Linked DNA regions of Callithrix jacchus: region 1 is linked to region 2. A link is a contact called in public Hi-C data. All regions are on one chromosome and are shown on one strand. Each heading gives the region's core, a stretch centred on a gene start, on an enhancer-like site or on the middle of the called end of the contact. The rest is flanking DNA. Distances are from core to core; before and after follow the strand shown. Region 1 has its middle 44 kb from the start of CAST. Region 2 overlaps CAST (calpastatin).

Region 1 (5,741 bases), core at 616-3,115, 66 kb before region 2:
AAGAGAGCAAGAGTTGAAAATCTACTTCCTGGGTACTATGTTCACTAACTGGGTGACGGGTTCAGCAGAAGCCCAGACCTCAGCATTTTACAACAGACCCACATAACAAACCTGCACACATACCCCCGAATCTAAAATTCAAAAAAGAACAACAGAGAAATATGTACTTGTATCCCTCAAATATTGAAAATACAGGTTTAAAGAAATAAAGTTTTAATCTGATCAAATGTATCAAAATCTTTTACTTTATAATTTTGGTTTACTGGCTTTTGTTAATACGCTCTTCCTCACACTGAGATTATGCAAAAATTCTTCTGCATTTTCTTCAAAATTATTTTAGTTCTGCTTTAGACCTTTAGATCTGTTATCAACTTGGTAACAATTTATCTTTGGGTATAATATAAAGAAGAGGTCTAAATACATATATGTACATACATACATACACACACATATATATGCATATATAAATATACAGTATATGAAATTTTTCTCAGTGGGTAACTAATTAATGTTTATCAGTTAGCCCATGCATTTTCTTTTGATTAGTAATGCCACCACTTCATGTATCAAATTTCCAAATATGTATGGGTCTCTTTCTGAATTCTCTGTTCTGTTCCACTGGTAAGTCATCCATCACTGTGCCAATAGCACACTGCCTGAACTACTGTAGTTTTATAGTAAGTCTAGATATTTGTTAGAGTGACCTTCCCATCTTCTTCTCTTTCCGAATTGTCTAAGCTATTCTTAGCTCTTTTCTTCCATTCAAATTTTGAAATAAGCTTGTCAAGTTCAGCAATAAAAACCCAGTTGAGGTTATAATTTGAATTGCATTAGAATAGATGGATTGGAAGATGGTTGACAGTTTTCTTCCTATCCTTGAACATGGTTTCGTCTCTTCTTTCATTTAGGTATTCTCAAATGTCTTTCAATGAAATTTCATACTTTTTTTCATATTTGCACATTCTTTGTTAGATTTAACACTAGGTACTTTATATTTTGTAATACTATTTATGCTATCTATTTTTTCCATTTAAGTCTTCACAACCCTATGAGTTAGATATTTTCATGTTTATTTTCTAGCTAACGAAACTAAGGTCCAGAAAGATTAAGTAACTCACCACATTATCAGTAGTCAGTGATGGGGATGGGATGCAAAACAAGTTCTATCTGACCCCAAATTCTGTGTTCTTAACCTCCAGTTCATACTGTGTCTTATAATGACTGTCTTCAATGACAGCATTTTTAAATGAAACAACTTAAGGGTATTCAAAGACACAGAACAAGAGCAACAGTATTAACTACCTAGCTCCCTGGAGAAAACGTCAAGAACAGCACCCCAAATTTTATTCTCTATACAAATAACCTGGGACTTCTATTACAATGTACATCTTAAGCCTATACGTCTGGGGTGGAGCCTGCAAATATTTAGGTATTCCCAAATGTCTTTCGATGAAATTATATACTTTTAAAAATAATTGCACATCTTTTGTTAGATTTAATACTGGGTGCCTTATACTGATTTGTTTTGTTTTTTAAATTGTCGTTCATTTATCTACATTGTGAGGTTGGATATCCTCACAGCCCTGTGAGTTAGATATTTATGTCTATTTTGTAACTAAGAAATCTAAGGTACAAAGTAACTAGTAGCATATCATCAGCAGTGAGTGATCAATAATACCAATGCTGCGGGTCTAAGGAACTTCCTTCCAGAACCACCTCTACGCTACAGTGAAGAACATGATTAAATGTGAGAACTCCACCAGATGGCAGCAGAAGCTCATCATTATGTCTCAAATGATTCCATTTCCCTCTGGGTGGAGTGTTAGCTGTTGGCAGATGCCTGACTTGTTAGGTTATTGCAGGGAAATGAATCTGAATCACGGCCCTTCACTACTGCTGCTGTGTGCAATCTTACCTACTACAGCGCCTCAGTGTTGACAAGGGATTTTCAGCAAAAGCATCCAGCCGGTACACGCCCACGAGCTTCTCCCAAAAACCTTATGGCAGGAAGCTTATAAATGAGAATGAAAACTTTTCTATGGGTTACTTTTTCATCATAGTGAGTTCAATTTAGGCACTTAACCAAGAAAAGGAGAAGTGATTTGAAATGTTTGGCAGGGGATTAGAAGAGGAAATGATTCATTCACTGTGGGGAACGGGAAACTATTCAGGCAGATAAACCTGAAACAAGAGTCCAAAGATTCAGGGGAAATCCAAGAATAATGCCAGGGTCCCCACCTTTATCCAAAGCCTAGGCCCAGCCTGTGTCCAGGGGTGCCAGATTACCCCTCTTCCTCAGTGCTTTTTTGAAACTGAATATATATACACAATATATTACATATATATAATTACATATATTTACATACATAATTTAAATACACATTTTATTCAAATACAAATTATAAAGATATACATATATTATTTTTGAATTGTGAAAATGAATCCATCATCTCTTACTGCTCCCACACTAAGCTTGGTAAAGTGAAGCACCCCTCACTAAGAAGGCTAATAAGTTAGTTATATTCTCTTGCCTTTTAGTTACTCAAAGGAAATAACTTGGGCACTGGGGAGCCTCAGCATTGCCTTCAGTGAGCCGTGAGTAGGCTAAAGTATAGGCAGCCCCCAACTTTCAATAGTTCGACTTACGATATTTGAACTTTACGACGGTGCAGAAGCAGTGATATGCATTCAGTAGAAGCTGTACTTGGAGTACCCATACGACAATTCTGTTTTTCAATTTCAGTACAATATTCAATAAATTACATAAGATATTCAGCACTTTATTATAAAACAGGCTTTGTGTTAGGTGATCTGCCCAGCCATAGCGGAATGTAATTGTCTGAGCATATTTAAGGTAGGCTAGGCTAAACTATGTTGTTCAGTAGCTTCATGTATTAGGTACATTTTTGACTTACAATATTTTCAATTTCCAGTAAGTTTATAAAAACATAACCCCATTGAAAGTCAAAGAGCATCTGTACGGGATGGCATTTGGCAGTCCCTGGGTAGGTCCTCCTCTCCCCTTATCTGCCGTTGACTCAGCAGCACTGTCTGTGCTGCACAGGGCTGTCTCCCAGAGTGTGCTAACATAGTTCAGTCTATCAGATTGCTTTGTTAATGTGCCAATGGCAACAGGGAGAATGAAACAGACAAGGGTTGTGTGGGCTTCCCTTGGCTGGGACTCACAGTGAAAGAGTATTTAACCTGCTCCACCACTCCAGACCCCAGACAGAGGTCAGGGAACCTAAGAGCGACCAAGTAGAGGAGTGTGGTAATGAGTAGAAAATCAGGAGATTAGCAGAAGTCCTTTTGTAATGGTTCCTGCTTCAAGCATTTGCTGGGAAAGAGTGGGGCAGAGAACAGGTCCATGCCACTGAGATTCAGTGACTCACACTAACGTGAGTGTAAATGTTTTTGTATTAGGGTTCTCTTGAGGGGCAGAACTAACAGGATAAATATATATTACAGTTTATTAAGGAGTATTAACACGATCACAAGGTCCCACAATAGGCTCTCTGCAAGCTGAGGAGCAGGGAAGCCAGTTCGAGTCCCAAAACTGAAAAACTGGGAGGCCAATGTTTCAGGGCATTAAGCATCCAGCACGGAGGAAAGATGTAGGCTGGGAGACTAGGCCAGTCTAGTCTTTCCACGTTTTTCTGCCTGCTTTATATTCGGGCCACACTGGCAGCTGATTAGATGGAGCTCACCCAGATTAAGGGTAGATCTGCCTTTCCCAGCCCACTGATTCAAACATTAATCTCTTTTGGCAACACCTTCACAGATACACCCAGATCAATACTTTGCATCTTTCAATCCAATCAAGTTTACACTCAGTATCAACCATCACAGTTCACATCTCAGGACCGAAGTGTTAAATCTTCATCTGAACCTCTAGAAGATGTTCATCTAAGCCTGGAAGTGATGCTCTGTAAGGCAGCATTATGAGAGAGCCCCTCCTGTAACCTTCTCTAGCCTGTGAGGTCCTACTGAAGAGTCAGACACAGAAAGCAACCAGTTAGATTCCTCCTGACAGGAAGCCTCTAGAGGTCAGGAATTTCAGCCTCAGGTATGACAACCGTTCACTTTGGTACCTGTCATATTGATGCAGCACAAACTGTGTTGCTAATCGACTTGCATGTATCATCACATTTCATCCTCGCTAAGATTCTCTGAGGTAGGTACTGGTACCACCTTCACTTTACAGAGAAGAGAACAGCAGCTTAGGGGGTCAGGCTACTTTTCCAAAATCATGTGGCTACAGGATATGGAGCTGGGGTATGAACTTAAAACTGAGGTCTGGGGTCCAGTGTGTGGGCTCTTAGACGCTAAGCTGTACATACATATATACACACACACCAGAAATAAGGAACCAAGCATCTAGAGATAAGCCACTGGCCAAGATTATCCAAAAATTCTTGGCAGTGGGCTTTGGACCCCAGGACTCTTTTCTCTGCATCTGAAGCCTCCAGTTCTCTCATGGCAGGGCAGGGCATGGTGCCCCGGGTTTTCAGCCACACTTCCCTGATGCTGCCTTGAAAGCCACACCTTTCTTATGTCTCTGTCTTAATCCGTTGACGCATCAAGCCCATGGCTTGAATCATAGGCTAACACACTGGGACAGGTTGCTACTGTGAATCACTTTACAAAACAAAGACACCTTTTATTTAAAAAAAAAAACAAAACTCCAAGCTGATTTTTTGTTCATTCTACACCAGTGATTCTCAAGTATCTCTAGTTCACTGACTGCTCTGAGAATGTAGTGAAAGCTACAGGTACTTGCCCTATGAAAGAGCACACACATTCATAAGTTTAGGTAGGGTTCATTTATCCCACAGAGTCCTATCTAGAAACCTCAGGTTGGGAACCTGAAATAGATAGTGATTATTTGGGTATATTCAAATTGGAAAACACCTACGAAATGTCATCGGCATCATTTGCTAAGGGACAAGCTAAGAAAGAAAGGGACAGAGCTTGGACATTATTCATCTGAAGTTTGCACCTTTTAATCTTTAGGTAGGTATCAATAATGGCGTTTTCAAAACTCTTAGGAAAAAGGATTTTTACTGGAAACATGTAGAGGTTATTCTAATTGTTTAAGCAGTTCTATCTTGTGTCTTAAGGAGGGAGGGGGATTTGGAGATTATTTCAGCTGGAAAGAATAGCATTTGCATAGCTGGATAGAGCCCAGGGGTCTGCCCCACATAGGACAAGGCTCTGCTGTCTACACAGAACAAGGATCTTCTGGGGGTGTTAACTGAGTGGGGCCAGAGGCAGGAGCTTGGCTTCGAATAGGAAGAAAGAAACTTTAGTTCATCCATGCAGTCCTGCAGAGCTCACTGCAGAGAGAACAGATTTTCAGGCAGAAGGTACATGTTGAGCATCTTAGGATGTCCTAGAGAGTCCTTCGCCCTCCTGGGAGACCTATCTGAACTCTGTGCTTCTTGGCTTAAAGATAGTATAACAGAGCTTTGCAGTCAGGTTAGGGTGCAGCCATTCTGGTTTGCCTGCTATTCTCCTGGTCTTAGCACTGCAAGTCCTGCATCTCAGGAAACCCCTTAGTCCTGGGCAAACAGTAGAGTGGGCTATCTGACTTGAATTGGGTTCTGTACCTCATTATCCATGTGACATTGAGCAAGATGTTAAATTTATCTGAGCCTTGGTTTCTACTTCTGTAAAATAAAGACAATACACATATGTTTCAGGGCTTTCATGAAGATTACCTTAGAGATAATGCATGCTGA
Region 2 (5,204 bases), core at 873-3,372:
ATTTGTAACATTTTCCTTACTATAATAGCATTGGTAGCATTCTTTTCATCACTATTTACCTTTCCTCTTTCTAAAATGTATGAAGTAAGTGTTGAATGACTGAAACTGTTTTAAACTTTTTTTTGAATGAAGTTAGACTTTTTTTCATCACAAAAGTAATACATACTTGTGAAAAACAGTATTACCCTGAGTCTTACTGCTTAGTTGTAACTACTGCTATAAGATTGTGTGTATATTCTCAAATTAATGTGATAATGTCATGTATTTATAATTATTATATATGTCAATTTTGTACTTTTTAATGATTGTGCAGCTAAACTATAATCATCGAAAAAAATTTAGAAAGTACCAGGGAATTCAAAGAAAATAAACACCCTCATCTAGGATTCTAGCACCCAAAGAGATGGACACTATATACATCTTGGTGTATTTTCCTGCATCTTTTTTCTGTGTGTGCATGTTGCCTTTAGTTAAATGCTGCATATCTTGATTTTTAAGCAGAGATCGCAAAGGAGCATCATGAATAGGGCCTAGTCTGAAAATGATAATGTGCTTTGTGATAGATAAATCTTTTTCAATTAAAAAAAGACCCATCAGTGTGTACGGCATTTAAGCATATAGAAAATCATTATTCAAATATATTGGCATCCAATATGGCATTTAATCTGTCATTATTTTGTGCTCTGTTTTTGAAAGGGAGAGAAATTTACTTCTTACTCAGGAAGTAATTTGTGACAGTGTTCCCATAAGTGATTTAGCTGTCATTAGCAAGTTCTAGAAGAGTACTGTAGCAAACATTATTTTAACATTGTTTTATGTGTCATGGCAAAGAGTCCTTATTAATTGTGGGGAGTTGATTGTGGCTGCACAAGCTCATGTCTCAGTGCCAAGAAAGGCCAAGCTGAAAAGCTGCACTGAGGCAGTCACCCCTGGCTCACCGGGAGATCCAGCCCCAAGTGGCCAGCACAGGCCCGTGCTGGGTGTCCGACTTGGGAGGCTAAACTGACTTCAGGAAGTTACAAGATCTTTCAAACTGTGGTTTCCCCATTTTTTTCATTTGAAATTTTTGTTTCATTGATTAGAGTATTTTCTAAGATTTTTTTCAGGGAGAGAGCACAGTGATGATTTTCTGAGTATGTGTGAATGTAAGAATGTTTTCTCTTTGGTGACAGACAAGAAAGTCAATCAATACAAAATTGTGCAACATTCTCGGGTCACAGTTTTGTTTCATCAAAATTCTATATCTATTGCTTCACGATTTTCTGGCTTTTTGTGCTACAGAGATGTCTGAGGCAGCCTAATTGGCTTACTTTTTAGGAAGCTTATTTTTCTAGCCTTGGTGCAAGATTTTATTTTTCTTTTGTTCTTACAATTTAAAAATACTGCCAGGGTGTCCCTATATATTAATGTGTTTTTCTTTATTAATTTGTCTTGGAATATCTGTTTAGTTATTTCTTCATTATTACTCTTATTTTAGTTTCCCTTGTTTCTTCTTAAACATATACATGCAATAGTTCCTCCTTATCAGCTGTTCCACTTTTCATGATTTCAGTTACCCATGGTACAATACAATGAGATATTTAGAGAGAGAGAGACCCCATCCACATAACTTTTATTATAGTATATTGCTATAATTGTTATATTTTATTATTGTTGTTGTTAGTCTCTTATGGTGCCTATTTTAGAAATTAAACTTTATTATAGGTATGTATGTATAGGAAAAACCATAGTGAATACAGGGTTCAGTACTATTCGCAGTTTCAGGTGTCCATGGGAGAATCTTAGAATATATCCCCTGCAAATAAGAGGGACTACTGTAATTCTGACATTAGACATTCACTAATCATCTGCCTCACCATTTTCTTTTGCTGACATTTACCCTTGCACTCTAGGAGAGTTTCTGAAGTTTGCCCCCCTCTATATATTTTATTTCTAAATTCTGCTCTTTGAAACTTCTAATACAGGTTTAAATTTTGGTTTCGGTTTTGGTTTCTCTGTGCCCGCCTCATATCCTCTCTTATCTCTTTGTCTCACTCCATTATCTTTCCATTTCAGTCTAAGGGACTGTGTTAACTTCTCTTTCCAGTCCACAAGGGGCATGGTTTCCCAGAGCCATACCTCCATCCACCTCCCCATCTGGGAACTTGAAGTTCTTTGTCTAACTTTCCTGCATGAGAGATGGGTAGAAAGTCTAGGTGAGCTTCCTTTGTTTAGAAAGCCTGCCGAAAGCTCTGAGGGAGGAGGCATTGATTGTGGGCCAGGCAACCAATCCAATATCAGAGTCAAAGATTAATGACTCCAGAGGAAGTTTGGAAGAACTCCTCTTACTGGACAAGAACTTGAATGGGGTGGGAGTAACTCCAGGGTTAAATTCCCCCTACTCCCTTACCTATATGGATTTCCCTCTCTGGATCCCCTCCCATGACAGCATGGGAGCTCTCTCTCTCTATTTCTTCTCTCTCTCTCTATTTCTTCTCTCTCTCTCTTTCTCTCTCTCTTTCTCTCTCTCTCTGCCTAATAAATAGCTTTCAGCAAACTCTCTGTGTCAGATACTTACTTGAACAAGCTCACCGCACCACCTCCCCCCATTCTTGGGTGAGTGAGGCCCAAGGACCTGGGAAAACACATCCAACTGGGGAACAGTGAGCATCTTTGGGACACCCCCACAACCCTGCTCCTGTCACCCAGTTAAAATTCTGTAGCTCTCTACTCCATTTCATGAAGTAATAACATCTTGTTTCCTATCAAAGATGCACACTTTTGTCTGAATTTTCTTCTTATTGTGTATCATTTTATGAGATTTTTTTCAGTCTTCAAGATGTTGGCACCCTCTTCCTTTCTGTGTTGGTTTTGAGAGGCAAAATTTCTTTCTAGTCACTCGTTTTTAAGGAGAGCTTGACCTACTTCTAGAGCTTGTCAGCTGTGATGAGCACACTGTCCTTAGCCCTTCTCTCCATGTCCAAGCTAGCTAAATCTCCTCAGAGCTACAGCTGTTGGGCAGGTGAATATGCACAATCCTGATAAAAATTCCCACTACCTAGTAGACTTTCATTCATTACAGAACATCTGCTGTATGAAATGAGATGCAGGGAAGAACTCCTTTCTTTAGCATGGACTGCTAATGGGACTCTTTACCTCCACCCCCAAGAAGGCAACTTTGTACGCACCTCCAGGTGCAGCATGCAACTGACACACCCTGCATACAACCCATCCTCCCGCGCCCTGCCCCACTCCACTCAACCCACCAGCTTTCTGCCTAGTTGGTTTCCAGGATTTGGAATCTTTGACTTGGGTTAGAAAGAGAGGCACTAATGGAGAATAAAGATAGGTTGCCTCATGAGGAGAACTCCTACCAAAGAAGTGTGACTGCTAGATTTTTCTAGATGGGTACATTTCTGCATGGAGTCTGAGCATTTAGGAGAGAGGGTGTCTTTCAGGGACGTTAGCTTGCTCTGTTTCAGATGCATGACACAAGTGGTTCCCCAATTGTGCTTTTCAATCTAGTTCCACTGGCTTTGATTGGGTTGGAGTTCCTGCCTAGATTTTGGCATTTCAGGGGCTTCCTTTGGTGTTTGGTACAGTTCTGCTGTCTTCTATGAGAAAATGAAAAAATAGAAACTTCTAGAGAGAAAATTTAATACCAGGAATTCTTGGAATTGGCCCATAATGACGGTGTTCAGCTTTTTGGATCAAGCTCCTCTATTCTCGTTTTCTTCAGGTGCAACCTGTGAAATGGCTTTTCACTTTAAACTCTGTTCTGTGTATCAGTTCAGCCCTTCATGAGTTTTAACAGAGGAGTGAGAGGATTATGAGTAGGAGATGATTAATCATCACAGGGCATTCAAATCGCCTCTTTTGGGGATTTCTCTGTGTAGTCCTGGTATATTTGTCTTCCTCTGTAATGCATCATGAAGTAATGTTGGTCACTGCTTGCTTTCCTATGGGCAAAACTTACTTACATAGATATTAGAATTATTTCTTATGTGGAACCTGTCAGATAGGTCTTCGTGAGTGCTGCATGAATTTAAGTTCAAAAGCTGCAATTAAAACTTCTGGCATTATATAGGCATTAAAACAATCTATTTTATGATACAAATTCAGGTTGAATTCTGAGAGAAATTTAGAAAATTTACAAAATTCAGGACAAAAGCTCTCTACTATTCTGAGACCACAGTGAGAGCATCCTCTTTCTCATTTGCTGTGAAAGCTTTGAAGAGCCACACTCATAACTCAGTTAACCTGCTATTGATCTGTGGTTTCTGTGGAAGCAGCACATGATACTTTCTGAGTATAGGGTTTAGAGTTCAATGCCTGGATTTAATTCCAAGCTCTGCTAATTCCTAACTGTGTCTTTAGGCAAGTTACTTTGCCTCACTAAGGGCACATTTCTTATCTGTAAAATGAGGATAATAATAGTTCTTAGATAAAAGTCAATGCGAAGATCAATGAGACCATCCATATGAAGTGCCTAGAATAGTGCCTGGAACAGATGAAGTGCTCTGTAAATCTTAGCTCCTGTTATTGTTATTATTATTATTATTGGTGTTACTTTATTATTATTATTATTATTAGGTCAGTAAAGAGAACTTTTTGGCAATAAAGGTGAGTCTCATATTGATGTTTACCAATGGGATGGGGAGAGGCTCAAATTCTTCGGTTGATTATATATTGCAGCACCTTTCCCATTGAAAAATGAGGGAAATTTGATAGTTTATTAACTTTAGTAGTGCTTTTGTTTTAAAACCAACTACCTGCAACATGCAGAAACATATGTCAATAGCTAGAATTAAAGACTTTTGCATTACTATTCTTTTTGTATGTTTGTTTTTGAGATGGAGTCTCACTTTGTTGCACAGGCTGAAGTGCAGTGGCGCAATCTTGGCTCACTGCAAACTCTGCCTCCTGGGTTCAAGTGGTTCTCCTGTCTTAGCCTCCCAAGTAGCTGGGACTACAGGTGTGTGCCACCATGCTCAGCTAATTTTTTTATTTTTATTTTTTTTAGTTTTTGGTAAAGACAGAGTTTCACCATGTTGCCCAGGCTGGTCTTAAACTCCTGACCTCAGGCAATCTGTCCTTCTTGGACTCCCAAAGTGCTGGGATTACAGGCATGAGCCACTGTACCAGACACTATGCATCACTATTAAATGAGCTGTTTTATCAGAAGCTAAGGATGTACTTTTTTAAAAGAATATGAGAATAATGTG

The links. A called contact is a pair of places that touch in the nucleus more often than the background predicts.
Region 1: a Hi-C map of induced pluripotent stem cells shows a contact between it and region 2, with 3 times the contacts expected there. The contact joins two enhancer-like sites. A contact is called at or near these places in 3 of 3 Hi-C or Micro-C datasets (induced pluripotent stem cells and skeletal muscle).

Annotation. Positions count from the first base shown.
Region 1 is chr2:113,995,530-114,001,270 of calJac240_pri, reverse strand. No RefSeq gene overlaps it. Among named protein-coding and RNA genes, the nearest start is that of CAST, 44 kb to the right of the region's middle. Within about 2 kb of position 1,865, at least 3 of the 16 cell types and tissues checked have an H3K27ac peak or open chromatin away from gene starts, as enhancers often do.
Region 2 is chr2:113,930,764-113,935,967 of calJac240_pri, reverse strand. The region is part of intron 2 of CAST (calpastatin); the gene reads left to right. Among named protein-coding and RNA genes, the nearest start is that of CAST, 21 kb to the left of the region's middle. Within about 2 kb of position 2,122, at least 3 of the 16 cell types and tissues checked have an H3K27ac peak or open chromatin away from gene starts, as enhancers often do.